Regions from separate parts of the Mus musculus genome. Here regions 2 and 3 are each linked to region 1. A link is a contact called in public Hi-C and HiChIP or PLAC-seq data. All regions are on one chromosome and are shown on one strand. Each heading gives the region's core, a stretch centred on a gene start, on an enhancer-like site or on the middle of the called end of the contact. The rest is flanking DNA. Distances are from core to core; before and after follow the strand shown. Region 1 holds the start of Adat2 (adenosine deaminase, tRNA-specific 2). Region 2 overlaps Phactr2 (phosphatase and actin regulator 2). Region 3 overlaps Aig1 (androgen-induced 1).

The links. Hi-C and Micro-C count contacts between places; a contact is called where the count stands out from the background. HiChIP or PLAC-seq counts read pairs in DNA pulled down with a chosen protein or histone mark.
Region 2: a contact with region 1 is called in a Hi-C map of Sertoli cells, with 2.3 times the contacts expected there. The contact joins the enhancer-like site here to the promoter of Adat2 in region 1. A contact is called at or near these places in 2 of 484 Hi-C or Micro-C datasets (Sertoli cells and embryonic stem cells) and 2 of 9 other capture datasets (adipose tissue and liver).
Region 3: a contact with region 1 is called in an H3K4me3 HiChIP or PLAC-seq map of bone marrow-derived macrophages, with 2.0 times the contacts expected there. The contact joins the enhancer-like site here to the promoter of Adat2 in region 1. A contact is called at or near these places in 3 of 39 promoter capture datasets (the 3T3-L1 cell line and 3T3-L1-derived adipocytes), 7 of 484 Hi-C or Micro-C datasets (3T3-L1-derived adipocytes, adipose-derived mesenchymal stem cells, cortical neurons and 4 more), 1 of 115 datasets of contacts at active chromatin or transcription factors (bone marrow-derived macrophages) and 1 of 9 other capture datasets (pancreatic islet).

The regions. Positions count from the first base shown.
Region 1 is chr10:13,550,909-13,556,037 of GRCm38.p6, reverse strand. Adat2 (adenosine deaminase, tRNA-specific 2) reads right to left here and starts at 3,131. Exons shown (of 6, transcript NM_025748.4): 1 at 2,677-3,131. The coding sequence starts at 2,772. It overlaps Pex3 (peroxisomal biogenesis factor 3), which reads left to right and starts at 2,896. Exons shown (of 12, transcript NM_019961.3): 1 at 2,896-3,212. The coding sequence starts at 3,140.
Region 2 is chr10:13,312,835-13,317,963 of GRCm38.p6, reverse strand. All of the region lies in intron 1 of Phactr2 (phosphatase and actin regulator 2), which reads left to right. Among named protein-coding and RNA genes, the nearest start is that of Gm46211, 89 kb to the right of the region's middle. Within about 2 kb of position 2,798, at least 13 of the 459 cell types and tissues checked have an H3K27ac peak or open chromatin away from gene starts, as enhancers often do. A contact at or near this core is called in Sertoli cells, where this site is marked.
Region 3 is chr10:13,684,052-13,689,180 of GRCm38.p6, reverse strand. All of the region lies in intron 4 of Aig1 (androgen-induced 1), which reads left to right. Among named protein-coding and RNA genes, the nearest start is that of Pex3, 130 kb to the right of the region's middle. Within about 2 kb of position 2,345, at least 44 of the 459 cell types and tissues checked have an H3K27ac peak or open chromatin away from gene starts, as enhancers often do. A contact at or near this core is called in bone marrow-derived macrophages and pre-megakaryocyte-erythroid progenitors, where this site is marked.

The sequences.
Region 1 (5,129 bases), core at 1,882-4,381:
GTGGCTTAAAATTATTTTAAAGAGAAAAGTTAATAACTAAGCTAAAGAAGGATGTAGCGGGCCTATGGAGGGAGAAAGTAAAGCAGGTCTGTTGACTGTTATACAAGACCCTAGGAAAATACAGGTCAAAAAGAAAGGGCTTGTCAGTTGTGTCAAGGCGGCAATAAAGGTAATTTTAGGTGGAATGGTGGAAATGAAAAGCATTGGCTTGAAGAAATGACTTCCTTTGGGTCAGATTCTCAGCTTTTGACTGTACCTCTCCCAACAGACCTCTTAAAAGGTAATGCTATGTCAAGATGAGATGGTTGAAAAAAATCTAAGTAGATAAGTTGTTGGAGTGTTTTTTATTTTTATAAAATTTTTATAAAATATTAAGCACTTTGTAACTATAAATTCATTCTGTTTATAATCCTAATGTGATAGGAATACTGAGCTCCATTGTGTAGGTAAGGAAACCGAGGCACAGAGAGGTCAATTAACTTAGCCATTTAAGACATTTGGAATGAAAATCTAGGGAGTTTGATTTTCCTCATTATTCCATTAATAATTGGAGCAAATCTTAGTGTCTGGTGCTGGGTTCTCTGCATTGCTCTCCCTCCGAAGCCTCCTTAGTAACCAGTGCGACCTCAGTGATTAGATCCTTCATCTGGTTTATGGTTTAGAGTGGTTTGAGCGACAAGAGGAGAGGGAGGAGTTAGTAAGGGAGAGACACGTGACAAGGCTTTCGGTAAGACTGCACCCTGGAGCACAGGATACGGTAATGTGAGCCGCTTCAGACATGTAGAAGAGAATCGAAGACTGGGCTAGTGAGATGGCTGGGCCAGTAAGATGGCGCAGCAGGATTCACTGTGAAAGCATGATGATGAGTTCCATCCGCAGAACCTACAGTGGAAGGAGAAAAAATGGAAGGAGAAAAATTTCTCTCCTCCCAAAAGTTGTCCTGGAATCTTCACACACATTCGAGCACACACACACAGATACATACACACACATGTGCACCTGCTCCACACACATGTGCACACAACAATCACTTATTTTTAAACTCCCCAACCAAGTGGGAAGTACATAGGTAGAAGCAAAGAGATAGGGAGTGTCAAGAGCTTTATCCACTGTGCACCCAACATGCTGCAGAACATTGCTGTCTTGGCAGCCTTTCTCTACTTCCAGGTCAACGGAGGACTGGGCTTCTTGGTACCTAGTTCCTCTGGGTTCGTTCTCTCTCTCTCTCTCTCTCTCTCTCTCTCTCTCTCTCTCTCTCTCTCCTTCCAGCAAATTTATCTCACTAGAAATGATAGGGCTACCTTAAAGAGACATACAACATAATTGCTAAGGCACAGCTTGTAGGCCAGGATGCTGGTGAGTGGCTGAGCAGATGCAACGGCCATTGAGAGAAAGTGAAGCTCTAGGAAAGCAGTCTATGGGGGTTGATTGAGAAGAACTGCTTCCCAGGGCAAATACATGCAAATGTGCATGCATTTCCTCTATGGACAAGTTCAAAGCTTGAGGCTGAAAATCCACAACACTCCACCCAGTCTCAGACTTTCCATTGCCCCTCCCATTTCTTCCAGTCTGTCCCTTCCCTTTGTCACAAATGCAAAAGAGTTGAGTCAAATAGGTCTAACTGTTTAGATGGATTTGAACTTAAGAAGCTGGCCTTCTTTGGAAGAGGCCAAAGCTCTGCCACTGAAATGGTGACTTGATCTTCCTTAAACCAACAAATTCTCAACTCGACAACTGATGAACAAAGGCTCTCTTCTTCCCACCCCGAGCTCTGAGAAAGATGACCAAAAAAAAAAAAAAAAAAAAAAAAGATGTTAATTAAAAAATTAAAAGAATGCATTATGCCATTTGTCTGGGGGCGTGGGGTGGAAAACATGTTTCTGTCTTCTAGATTTTAATTTCTTATGAAGGTGAACTTCTGTAACCATTAGAATAAAAAGGTGAGATATTTTAATTTTGTAAAAGAATAAACAAAAATAATATCCCCACACCAAAGGCTGAGCTCAGTTTTAAGGCCTTTACAATGCTGTAAACAAATTGGTGTTCCATGTTCACAGAATGAAAACCCAGCATCAAACTGTGTATACATACATAGTTTGTATGTATATCCCTGCCACAAACGTCTATCCCTGCCACACATCGATATGGGTAATAAGCTTGGGAAAACATGTAAAAATACGACCAGAGCTCTCCATGATGAGCAATCTATAAGAATCGCAGGAAGGAAGGGAATACAAGGGCAGAGAAAAGTATCGTAGAAAGAGTAGACACATCATCGGTGAGGATTGTACCAGGACACGTTTTGATATGACCCTTTACAGAAACATCAGCTTCCTCCCATTATATGGGAGCAAGCCATAAAATAATGTGGCTTTATGGATTTGAAAGTATGTGTCCACATGGGAAGGAAGATAGGCAGGTAGGGAGCACACATCCCCAGGCGGCAGATAAGACTCCCTGTAATACATCAATCGAACCGTTTCTGTATTTTCCCTTCACCCCAATTACTATGAGACAAAGCTAAAGAAAAATTCCCCCTAGAATAAAACAAGTTGCTGCTTCAGGTATTTTCAGACATGATAGATAGCGCGCCCGGCACATTTGCTCAACTACTCTGGTCAGGATATGGCCGGGAGAAAGTTTGCGCTCTCAGCATCCACCTGCCCGATTCCTCACCATTCGCATCGCCTCCTCCATCCACTTTTCCGTCTCCTGTACGGACACCACGCACGGGCCGTCTGGAGTAGTGGTGGACTCCACCTTCTCCTCCATACCTCCGCCGCTCAGAGACTCCGGGCCGAGGGACGAGAGAAGAGAGGACAGCGGAACGCGGCGGGAGCGGACCTTGCTTCCAGGAGGACGGGAAAAGACGAGGCACCCGGGAGCTATTTGCGGACGGACCCAGGCGTCCCGGATCAGTAAGCGGCGGCTGGGGGACCGAAAGCGTCGCTGCTCCGCTCTAGTCCACGCCCCCTTCCTCCGCTTAAGCCACAACCTCTGCTCAGAGAAACGTCTGTGGTTTCTGGAGAGCACCTAGCGCCGCCACCGCGCTGCTGCCGGAGGTCCAGGCCAGGTGGACGGAAGACACGGTGAGCCAGCCCCTCTCCCCTAGGCAACCCACACAACACGGGGTCTGGAGATGCTGAGATCAATGTGGAATTTTCTGAAACGTCACAAAAAGAAATGCATCTTCCTGGGCACAGTCCTCGGAGGTGAGTGACAACATGCTTTTTAGAAGGGGCCATTGGCAGAAAGGAGTGACAGAGGTGACTTATAAAAACAGGCAGGGCCCACTGATACCAAACTGGGATTTGTCGAAGGGATTGGCTCAACCGTCAAAGAAGAACCTCTAAAGTTCTTTTATCTGGATCTCTGTGCCCTTTGCCCCTCACTCTGCCCCCGTCCTTTTTCTCCCCATGGGCCTTCAAGAGTCTACCCCAATGAAGTTTCTTTTCAAAGCACTATTCTCGTATAGATAGATACATTTGCCTTCCAATTTTCTTCTTTTGCTTTCCTGTTAGATTTTCATTCTGTTTGTCAACTCTGCTTTCAACCTTTCACACGAGTTTCGAAATATTCTAGGGCCATTATCTTAAGTCTGCTCTTTGAGGTGGTGTTTAAAGGTAAACCGAAAACAGCATGTTGCTGTAAAATATACAGCAGATAATTTCTGTTCTCCAATTGTAAAGTACAAACTATATATCAACACAGTGCTTATTCTGCAGTGTTGTCAGGACTGGCAAGGTTGTGGTCATGATCCATTTTGGTGATATAGTTGAGTTCACTGGCTGAGAGGAAAGTTAGAAACAGGATAAAAATCTTGATGCTGGAATTGTAACTTTGTGGTAGAGTGCTTGCCTAGGCTGACTGCATTGGGTCCCAGGGAAGGAGCAACACACACACACACACACACACACACTGCTTTAAACCCTTTGTCTTGGAAAGACAACCCTCAGTTAATAATTATGGGATTTTAAGAAGGGAATCTTTTGAACAACACAAAAAGGGAGTTTAAAAGAATTTTTAAAACTTGAGTTTTAAGAACTGTTACCACTATCCTCTGATCTATGTGTGTGTGTGTATAAATATATCATAATATGACTTAAAATATTAGGACATTTGTAAAACAGTAACCACATTCTGCATATCTCTGAGGTATAGCACAAATGAATAATAGTTCATATTTTATAGGAAATACTTTATAGATACAATGTGTTTTATATTACCTCCAGTCTCTAATATCTAAGGTATATAAATTGTACCAATATTATAGAATACATATGCTAAAGATAAAGTTGTCATGGAAGACGTATAAAGAAAAATTTTTGCTCTACCTAAGGGAAGAAAATTGTCTCTAGCAATTTCAGAGGGAAAAGCCTAACCCTTACAGTTTATGAAATACTTAATGGCAGATCAGAAATAATCATAGGAGAAATTAAAGAGTATATGCATATAGTAATAGGTTTTTTTTGAAACGATATTGAGAGTTTTATATTTGGAGATGAAGAGGAAGGAAAAAACTGGGTGTGGTGGCACACACTCTTAATCCCAGCACTCGGAAGCAGAGACAGGCAGCTCTCTGAGTTGGAGGTAAGGTCCAGAACACCCAGAGCTTCATATTGAGACCCTGTCTCAAAAAACAAAAGACATACAAACAGAAAACAAAACAACAACAAAAGGGAGGGGGAAGAGATTCAAAGGTATAATCGAAGCACTATTGCTTTTTTAGCAAAACAAAAAGTCTTAAAAGAGTTGAATCTGGCCGGGTGTGGTGGTGCACGCCTTTAATCCCAGCACTCCGGAGGCAGAGACAGGCGGATTTCTGAGTTCGAGGCCAGCCTGGTCTACAAAGTGAGTTCCAGGACAGCCAGGGCTATACAGAGAAACACTGTCTCAGAAAATAAAAAAAAAGAGTTGAACCTGAGCGGGGCAGTGATGGTGCACACCTTTAATCCCAGCACTTGGAAGGCAGAGGCAGGTAAATTTCTGAGTTTGAGGCCAGCCTGGTCTTCAGAGTGAGTTCCAGGACAGCCAGGGCTACACAGAGAAACCCTGTCTCGAAAAAAAAAAAAAAAAAAAAGAGTTGAACTTACCTAGTTTTATTTGTAAGAGTTCATATTTTTTCTGTA
Region 2 (5,129 bases), core at 1,549-4,048, 240 kb after region 1:
AAAGGTAAACATTCGGAAAAGAAAGGCTCCAGAGTTTTTCTGGTTTGTTTGTTTGTTTGTTTGTTTGTTGAGACAGGGTTTCTTTATGTAGCCCTGGCTGTCTTTGAACTCACTCTGTAGACCAGGCTAGACTTAAATTCACAATGATCCTCCTGCATCTGTCTCCTGAGTGGCTAGGAGTAAGGAAGTGTGCCAGCATGCCCAGCTGAACAGTCATTAAAAAAAATACCCAGCTTCTAAAATAATTACAGTCTCACTATGAGCCAAGACCTGTTCTCAACACTTTCCTGGAGTTAGCTCAGGATCTGTAAGGGCTTACTAACTAGTATTGTGTCTCATCTTATAGAAGAGGAAACTAAAACACAAGAATAAAGTAACTGGTCCACAATACAAGACGACATAAGAGACCAATTTCCAGATGAAAGTTTAAGCAATAAGTGAAAAAAAGTGTGTGTGTGGGGGGGGGCATTGATTAGCTAATGGATTGAGTCTGGGTTAAAATGAATAATCTGCAGGGCAGGACTGTCTTGTGATAATGTAAACTAGTATATGTTAGTACTAGTTAGTACAAGAGAGAAGTTTGAGACTATGTACTTAAAACCTTACAAGGTGCCTACAAGCAAAACTAGCAGTTATAGTTGTAGAAGTATTTTGCAAAGACATTAATTCATCACTAGAACAATATAACAAAGCTCCACATTAAAAGTAACTTAGGAGTCAAAATGCTGAAAGATTTATGGGACCAGTTGAGACATAGGCATGTTGTAGAAAAGCTAGTTAGGGCCTAGAGAGAGAGGGCTCTGTGGGTAAAAAGCATACGCTGCCCAGGTATGAGGATCTGAGTTTGAACCAGAACCAGAACCTATATAAAACCCTGACCTGTAGTGTGAACACGGCTGTCTTTGACCTCTACACTTGTGCAGTGGCTCACTACACCCATGCCTATCCCATGAATGTACATGTGCAGATGTGTGCACGTGCACGCACACACACACACAGACACACAGACACACAGAATCATTTTCAAAAGATTCTAAAAGTACTTTTTAAATGATGATCATCATGGTAAGTACCAAAATATGAAAAGTAATGTTCAAAGGAACTGATGCTTCTTGGAGGTATTGCGACCACCATGGCCTTTCCTCATTTAGACATGATCAAAGTCAAGGTTTCCATGGAAGCTGTCTGAGCTGAACATCCCAGAAGACACATTGACCCAGAGCCAGTATTACCTTTCATCCGTAAGCGTGGACTCCAAGTTAGACGTTTGATACTCTTGCTTCTACTTGGCCTTGTTTATCTAATGGAGATAGCTGAAGTGCCACAGGTACTGATGCGACCAAGTTAAATCTTCCCCCAAGATTTAACTTCTTTCTCACTTTGAGTGTTTTTTAGTTTTTATTTTGGGGTTTTTTGTTTATCTGTCTGTCTATTTGTTTGTTTTTCCTAGGCAGAGTATCACTATGTAGTGTTAGCTGTCCTGGAACTATGTAGACCAGGCTGGCCTCAAACACAGAGATCTGCCTGCCTCTAGTTCTTTAGTGCTGGGATTAAAGGCATGTGCCACCAAGCCCCCAGCTTTTCTCTCTCACTTTTTTTTTAAAGATTTATTTTATTTATTTTATGTAAGTACACTGTAGCTGTCTTCAGACACCAAAAGAGGGAATCAGATCTTGTTACAGATGGTTGTGAGCCACCATGTGGTTGCTGGGATTTGAACTCAGGACCTCTGGAAGAGCAGTCAGTGCTCTTAACCGCTGAGCCATCTCTCCAGCTCCTCTCTCACTTTTAAAGATAGAAAACAATCAGAAATGTGGTTATCACTTCCTCTACCCTGGTACCTAGCTCATCAGATCTGGCTATGGGTGGTGTCAAATATTTATAGTTTGAATTGATTTGATCTCCAGCAGTCTGAAACCACAATAACCAGCAGACAAGTCCAGCTTTAACTTCTTACCTGATGCAGTAAGAAAGGCAATAAGCTTTCATTGTCAGTTCTGTGACTTAAGCCTCTTTAGTTCCAATAGAGGGGAAGAAAACGTTACATGCTTTCTTTGGAGTCCTTCAGTGTTAACAGGCAACTGCTGGCTTCTATTCTTAGGAGGAAAAAAAAAAAGATTAATATTTACTGAAGACTCAACTGATCTAAAAGTGATATTGAGGTAAAAAATAGCTTTAAAAAAACAAACACGCCCGTTCCTCTTCCATTCCCCCATCTGAAGCAGAGGGAACAAAAAAACCGAATAGCACTGTGGTGCGGTGGGAACGTGCAAATAGTGTTGCTTACCAAAAGGTTGCTCTGACCATTATCATTTATACTTATAAACTACCCTTCCACTTATTTTCATTTCGAGGGATGGAATATTTTTTTCCTATAATCCTCCTGGCAAGACTAACACTGCAGTCCTTAATCCTAAGGAAATGTGGGTTGCCAGAGAGAACTGAAGTGCTGTTTTGCTAAAGAGTATACTGGAAAGCTTTGCTGCTATATGCTTCATTGCAGATCCCTGCAAGCTAGCTTGGTTTATAAGGGGATATTAGAAGGCAGAAAAGAGTGGCCCTTTATCCAGTCAGTAGCTCCTGAACCAGTTATTTGTAAGGTGTTATGCTGAGCTGTGGGGAAGAAACCTACACAGACCTCGCCTACAAGATGCTTAATGGAGCTATAGAGAAATGAGACCAGAAGAGAGGGCGTTGCTAGTGGTCTGGATACAAAAATCAGGGTCAGGGCCAAAGCAGTATCTAATCAGAGCAAGGGTGGGGGCGTGGGGTTCCCAAGTGGGAACCACTAAAGACATCTTTTGTTTAACCAGAGAAATTGTTACAGTATTGCTTTGCTTGAGGCGTGTGCCTGCTGCCTTCTGTATAGTATAGGTTTCACAGGGACAAACTGAAGGCTGGACCAACACCAGGCAGGCAAGAGTAACCCAGCAATGAGACGCTTGATCCTCAGGGGGTCTGGAGAAGGGGGCAAGAGGATGTCACCCATTTGAAAGCCACTTCACAGTGAGGGTGCCATGCCTATTTGACAAGGTTGCTTGACTACTTCATGGACATATAAAACACCTAAACAGAAGGCTTGATTTTACACTCCACACCAGCGCTTCCCTTGACTTGCTGAATTTCTTTAAGTCACAAGCCTAGGGGTGGTCATCCTTCCGAGTCTCCATCCAAAACCATCCCAGCCGGTAGTTTTCATTCTGCGTCTACCGCCACCTTCCAAGCCCTAGCCTGCTACTGCCTGGATAACTGCAGCAGATCCTTTCTCTGCAGTTGGTTTGATGTTTGACAGCTAAAGCCATTTTTCAAAAGCATACTTCACGTTGCCGTCCATCTCAAAACGGTCCTGTTGTACTTAGAATGAAATCCAGACTTCTCCATCTGGCCCCCAAGGCTCCGCACAATGCTACGTGATATGTGCCCCTTCTGTCTGACCTCTCTCTTGGCCCTGAGGAGGGTCTCCCTCTGGTGCTTTTGCCGCTGCCATTCATTTTGTCCTCCCCACAGACCTTAGCAGCCATGGCTCCCACTGTAGGCTGTCATCACTGGCTCCGTAGTTTGATACCTGCATTCCAGAATCTTCGCAGAGATCCTCCCTGCCTATCCAGACTGGCCCACTGCTCCCACTCACAGCCCCCAGCTCCCTCACGGCTCCTAACACTCAGATGGCCTTGCTTCTGTGCATTTTTTCCGTGTCTCCTTTTCTCAGAGTAGTAGCTCCCCAAGCTGAAGGACATTCTCTCTCTCTCTCTTAATGTATTATTATTATTATTATTATTATTATTATTATTATTATTATATTTACATTTCAAATGTTACCCCCTTTCCTGGTTTCCCCTTCAAAAACCCCCTATCCCCGTCCCCCTCCCCCTGCTCACCAAGCCACCCACTCCCGCTTCCTGGACCTGGCATTCCCGTAGACTGGGGCATCAAGGAGCTGAAGAACATTCTCTTATGCAGCAGTTTATCTATCTTGTTTGTAGTTCTGTCCCTGACACAAAACCTCCCTGTGGACAAAATGAACAGCTGTTTTCGCCTGGCCATGTGTTCCCAGAGCGGTAGGAAGACATTTAGGAAGCAGCTAGGAAATTCAGAGTGATGTCTGTCCATCCTGCCCTGTGTACCTCTGGTGTCTCAACGGCACCCTTACGTTGATACTTACTCTGTGACTCAGTCTCCTGACCCCCCAGAGTGGAAACTAAACATGTGGGGGCCTTCCCTTCCTTGCCGCCACTTCAAGTGGTGTCTATTCTGTTCTCCCACTTCACCCTGCTCCCAGCAATCTTATTTGGACTTTCGGTTAGCTGAGGAGTCCATATAACTTGAATAAGTAAATAAATAGCCTAGTCACAGCTGACCTCTGCTTGCTTTCACTCTCTAGCATAGCATTTGTACCCCTCTTTTCATGTGCTGTGTCCTGAACTCTCACCCCACCCCAGTCTCTCATTAGGTCAATCTCTTCTCCCTCTATTTGAATATATAGGGCTCTCTCCAGTTTGCTCCGGAGGGGTTTCGTAGTAGGCCTTTGCCTCCTCTGTCCGATTCTCTCAGATGGCTGGATCCCATGTCATACCCTGTACATGGATCTTCTTCCTGGATCTGATCCTTTGATTTGGCAAAGCCCACAGATAGCATCTTGACGGAGGCTTATGGGACCTATGGGGGGGGGGGGGCGCGGTCTTGTGTTAGAGAATGCCTTTCCTTTGTTTCATGGTTGCTTGATAGCTTGGCTGGGACGTAGGGTAGCAAGAACAAACCTGCTGCAGTTAGCACAGATACCAGCCACCCTTCCAATCAGCTGTGACCATCATTTCCTCTTATGTAGAAAGACTTTAATTTTAGTTTTTGCAGATAGTGTTTGAACTTATTTCAAAAGGCCTTTTTTTCTCTCGGATGATTGTCACATGGAATCTCAACTTTGACCCTACTTATTGCAATGAACTTTAAAAAAAAAAACAATGTATGAAAGTTTAAAAGTCTTATGGATAAGTAGACTAACTTAATAAAAATGTTTGCTATACTGACATTTTAAGAAAGATTCTGTTTTGAGCTCTGTGTAGGCTTATTGTAACTTCCCTGCATTTTCTCAGGGTACTACTGCCTTGTCAGAGAGGCCAGGTCCTGATGCA
Region 3 (5,129 bases), core at 1,096-3,595, 130 kb before region 1:
TGTTCTCTGAAACTGCCTCTGGCCTTAAAAATCAGCTCTCTTCCCCCAGCAAGTTCATCACTGCAGTGTATTGGCTTATGCAAGGGACAGGAAATTCTCTCTGCGAGCTGTAGTGTATTTTGAGAATTTATTCACGTGCTATTAAATGATCTTCCAGAGCCTGGAGGTTTCGGGAACCATGTTCTTTCTGGTGACTTATCTTCCGCTGTGTATACAATCAGCCCACGTTCCAAAGAGACGCATGGGAAATACCACATAGTCCTCATTATAGACCCCCAAGATCCCTCGTTAAAATGAAGCATTACTCACGCTCTCTGTGCCAAGTGAAGCTTGCCAGCCCCATGGACTCCCTCGGCAAACCAGTACTTGTTTAGACATGCACTTGCATTAACCAGCAAATTCCCTCAGATTTGTTCTGAGAGAGCTTTCAACGTAGACTTTTTTCCTTTGGTGTTCTGCCCTAGGCATTCAGAACTCTGCCAAAAGCTAAACAATGCCCCTCGAGTCAAGTCACATTATACAAATCCAAGGGTTTAATTATTGTCAAAAGGGACTGGCTTTTGCTCCCTTCCAGACTGTCTCGTGGCCTGACATACCAGTGACCCAACAGTGAGAGAGTCAGGAAACGAAGACTTCTGACAGCATACCGGTGTTGTACTCAATCATTCCAGAACTCCATGCCAAGATGGGGAAAACAATTCCTCTTATCGTGTGATAATTATACAATAAATGGGTCTTCTTTCCACTGCTGAGCATGGCAAGTTGACTGTACCTCAGGGCTGCTGGCCAGGCTGTCTGGCTACTCTTGTTGGACTCTGGTTCTCCAGGCTCCTAAGTCTCCTTCCTGTCTCGTTCTATTCTCCTTCTAGATTTGGATAGGGTCATTGAGGACCTTCGTTCACTGTCATCTCTGAGCTTGTTCCCCCCACCCCCAGCTCCATCGGGGTCTTCCCTTGGTCACTCTAGACTCCTCAGACGCATGTATGCCTGCCTGCCGTGGTTCCCTCTTAGTTGCTCCAATACTTGAGACACAAGTATTCTGTCCACTTCTGAGGCGCTCTTAACTCCCTTCCCACACACCCCCCTCCACCACCACCCCCTACACATTTCTCTGTAGCCTTTTCTAAAACGCTGAGCGTGCGCTGGGAGCCCTTGGTCTACAGCAGAATGATGAGTATCATGGATCATGGTACTGCTCCTTGGAGACAGATGCTATGCTGTTACACGCTTTTCAAATGCTCTTTTATTACCTTCAGATCACTCTGCAGTAAGGCAAGCATTTCTTACCCATTTTACAGAGAAGGAATAAAAGCTCACAGAGGATGGATAGCTTGCCTGAGACACACTAATAGCCTATTACCAAAGTGATAGTGCAAGCTCATGTACATGGGCTCAGAGTCCACAGTTAACTATGCCCCTGCTGCCTCCTGTGTCAGTAGTCCTGCGGCTGAATTTATTATGGAAAGTTTTGTTTTTCTATGTATTTTGAAGAAAACATCAAGTGTGGTCAGGTCTGGGGATTAAGACCCTTTCCTGGGTTGGGGCCCCAGCTTCTCCCACTTCACCTTTTTGAGCCCCTGCTTTCTTGGGTTGAAGTTATGGAAAAGGACGGAATGAGTCCGCGGGGGCTGGGAGGACCCCGTGCTTTCCTGCAGAGCCCACAGTCCAAGGCCTCCATCCCAGTAGAAACTCATTTGGTGCAGTCAGGTCTCAGAAGCTCCTCGGCACACAGCAATGAAAGCTCCGATGTTTTCTTCTTCAGGATTTGAGCATTCCAGTTAGGGTGCTGAGTTCTTCCCCTCACTGTGTGACTCACTTCCCTCATTCACACAGTCTGTACTTTAGAAATCAAAAACAACTCTGAGGAACATGAAAATCTGCCATTTATTGTCTCACAGCCCTGATGCTTTAAGACAGATTCCATATTCCGAATCTCATTATCCCAAATGTGTTCATTAAACAACTTCACAACATTAAAAAAAAAAAAAAAAAGTTAACTCAGACGTCAGTGTGATTTCCCTTTTACGATCCAGTCCCAAATGGTTTCAGGTCTGAAGTCTACGTCCCACCGAAGTCAGCCACAGACTCCTGGGATCCTCCTTGTTTTTCTTGTTGCCACCTTTCCGTGTCTTCTCAAGCTCCCGCTGAAATGAAAGCAGGAGCTTTCTCCTTACCTGCATTATCTTCAGACACACTGAAGATTTTTGACAAAAAGATGTACTGTAAAAAATAATCTTCTTAGACATGAGAAAAAATTAGAATGAAGGTGGAAATCTAGATCATATTAAAGTCCCACTCAATAGAATGCCTCCTCACCAGCTGAGTCAACCTTTACTGTCATCATTAGAAGGTTTCATTTCCTCCTGCTCGACCTGAGCCTTTTATTCCCCCCATAGTGGCCTCTCCTGTTGACTTTTATGTCTTTTATAGTACTTTTGGGTTTGGGGGGACTGTTTTGTTACGTTTTTCAGATTTTCCGGTAGTAGAGTCCAGGGTTCAAGCCAAAAGTGTGATACCTTGGCTAGTGAAGAGGTAGCTAAGGACTCCCTTCCCACCGTCAAAGCAGCTCACTCTCCTCCAAGGCCCTCTCCCCAGCTCTCCCAGCCTAGACTGGTAAGGGGCAGTGAGTGCCCTTGCTACTTGACTATGAGTTCTGTGGAGCCTCCTGAGAAGGAGGTACCTCTCCATACTCATAAAGGCAAGCACTGGAGAATCCTTGGTGACTGTTGATGCTGAGGCTGGAATGTGGTCTCAGGACCTTCTGTATGCCTCACAGCTGAGCCGGGAGGGATACAGCAAGTAAGGGAGGGGCAGCCGTGGGACAGGCCACTGTCCTTCCGTTTCTGTCCTGAAATAGATAAGCTGCAGAGGAAACTGCTTTACCAGAGGGAAGTCTGGCACTGAGGTATCTCCATGGCCCAATGACAAGTGAAACTTTGAGACAAGAATTTTCCAAGAGCAAGCAACCGAGTATGTACTGCCATAGTCAGAGGTCACGGGAACTTTGGTTTTTGCCTCCTCTAAAATGGGAACAAACATCTGCCTCTCAGAGTTGTGGAGACTAATGAACTCATAAGAAGAGTCCCTCATGAAAGTCTTTCATCTCTCTAAGCAGGAAAAATAAAAAGAATCCTGCATGTCTGCAGAGTCTCTTTCTCTTTCCCAAACAGCGTTTTTATTTTCATTCTATGTCCTGTTCTCATGGGCCTTGCTCCTCTTTCATGGTGATTGTCTCTCTGAATTCTCTATTGAGAATGTTGAAAGCATTTTTTTTTTTTTCTGAAACGTTCCTATGGTTCACGTATTAAGTTATTTCCAGAGCTCAGCTCTCCCTTGGGAGCCGAGAATGTCATTGCTTTCCCATTATCCCAATCTGCTCATTTTTTTTCACAAGTGCTTTGCCGAAAAAGCATTGTTTTCTTGGATTCTAACAAGAAGCCTGTGTGGACAACTGAGAATTTCCCACCTGACGGTGATTTGCCCCGGGTCCCTCACAGTGTTCACCAGTGTGCGGGTCACATGAGTTCCTTAGCTCTGCACGTGAACTAAGAAGGCCTGAGCATACTGTCCATGCCAATCCCCAGTACTGATTGTTCAGTTCCATCCTCTCCCACCCAAAAGGGCTGGTTCTCAGTTGCTCTCCGTGTCCCTGGAGAGCTAAGAATTAGAGGCGCTGTTGACCTTGCCTGCTCACAGATAACTTTCCCTGTGAGCCTTCCTCAGCCTCTCAGCTCCCTCCAACCATCCTGTCACTAAGGTTGCTTTCCCCTTGGCTTTCGGAATCACTGACTGAGTGGATGCTGCCGTCTCTTTGATGCAACCTGCATCTCTGTCTACCCCTCTCCCTCATTCCCCTTATGCCTTTCACCTTTTATTTCAGGACAAGGAAGGGATCTAACTGGCCACCTCTGCAAACATTTTTTTTAGTGCCCATTTTCTCCTCCCCGGCAGGGAGTCTCCAAACCTGTGCTCAGCACATACCCCCTCCACCCAAACTACTCTGTAACCTTCCACTGATGACCTCATTCCTTGATGACTTTAGTCTCCCTTCTAGACGCTTCCAGTCAATATCTGAACCCATTTCTTGACTCTGCCTTACAAACACTGCTCTTGTACGAACAGTCCCTGGGCACCTACCTGCTGCCCAGTGTGTCACAGCTGAGCTGCTCTCACGACTTCCCTACACCATATTGTATCCATTCTCACATTCATGTTTAAAAGTCAGGACACAGGGCCTGGAGAGATGGCTCAGCGGTTAAGAGCACGAACTGTTGTTCCAGAGGTCCTGAGTTCAATTCCCAGCAACCACATGGTGGCTCACAACCATCCATAATGGGATCTGATGCCCTCTTCTGGTGTGTCTGAAGAGAGCAAAAGTGTACTTATGCATAAAATAAATAAATAAATCTTTAAAAGGAAAAAAAAAAACAGTCAGGACACTGTACTGTTTGGAGAATGAACTCCTGACTCTGACTGGCTGAGCCTGAGTCATGTTCCTAATGTATGACTTGGGATAGTCATGTGACCCCTCTCTGTCTCATTCTTCTTATCTGTAGACTAGATGATTAATAGTACCCATCACCCTCAAAAGACTGTTGGATCACTATGATAATATTAATGTTCAGCTTTGCATATGCCCAGAGTACATATTGTTACTATTATTAGCCCACCTCAGTGTGGCTTAACTGTTCATTAGCAAAACCTGTACAGATGTCACAAGACATCACCAGTGACTTTTGTTCATTGAAGTTGCACATGCTTTGTAGGATCTCTATTGTTGCATTATCCCTACTTTTCAAAACACCGTCTTCCTGTAACTTCAGGACTCTTGTCAGTCTTCCCACGAATATCTCCCATGTCCGAGGATCATGGCAATCTCTCTTAGTTTCTTTGTGGTCTTTTTCCATCTACACAAAACCCCATATTGGAGTTCTTCAGTGCCCAGTGCCAGCTCCTTCACTCTCCCTGAGTCATCCCGTCTCTTCTGTGATCATCAGTTCAGAAACTCTCCTAAGCATATGTTATATCTACTCATTTAGCAATTACAAAACCGCCTCTGGCCATACCTAAATTCCCTATCCCATGCACCAACTTGCACCCCCTCCCCCAGCCCCAACATCATCAGCCAT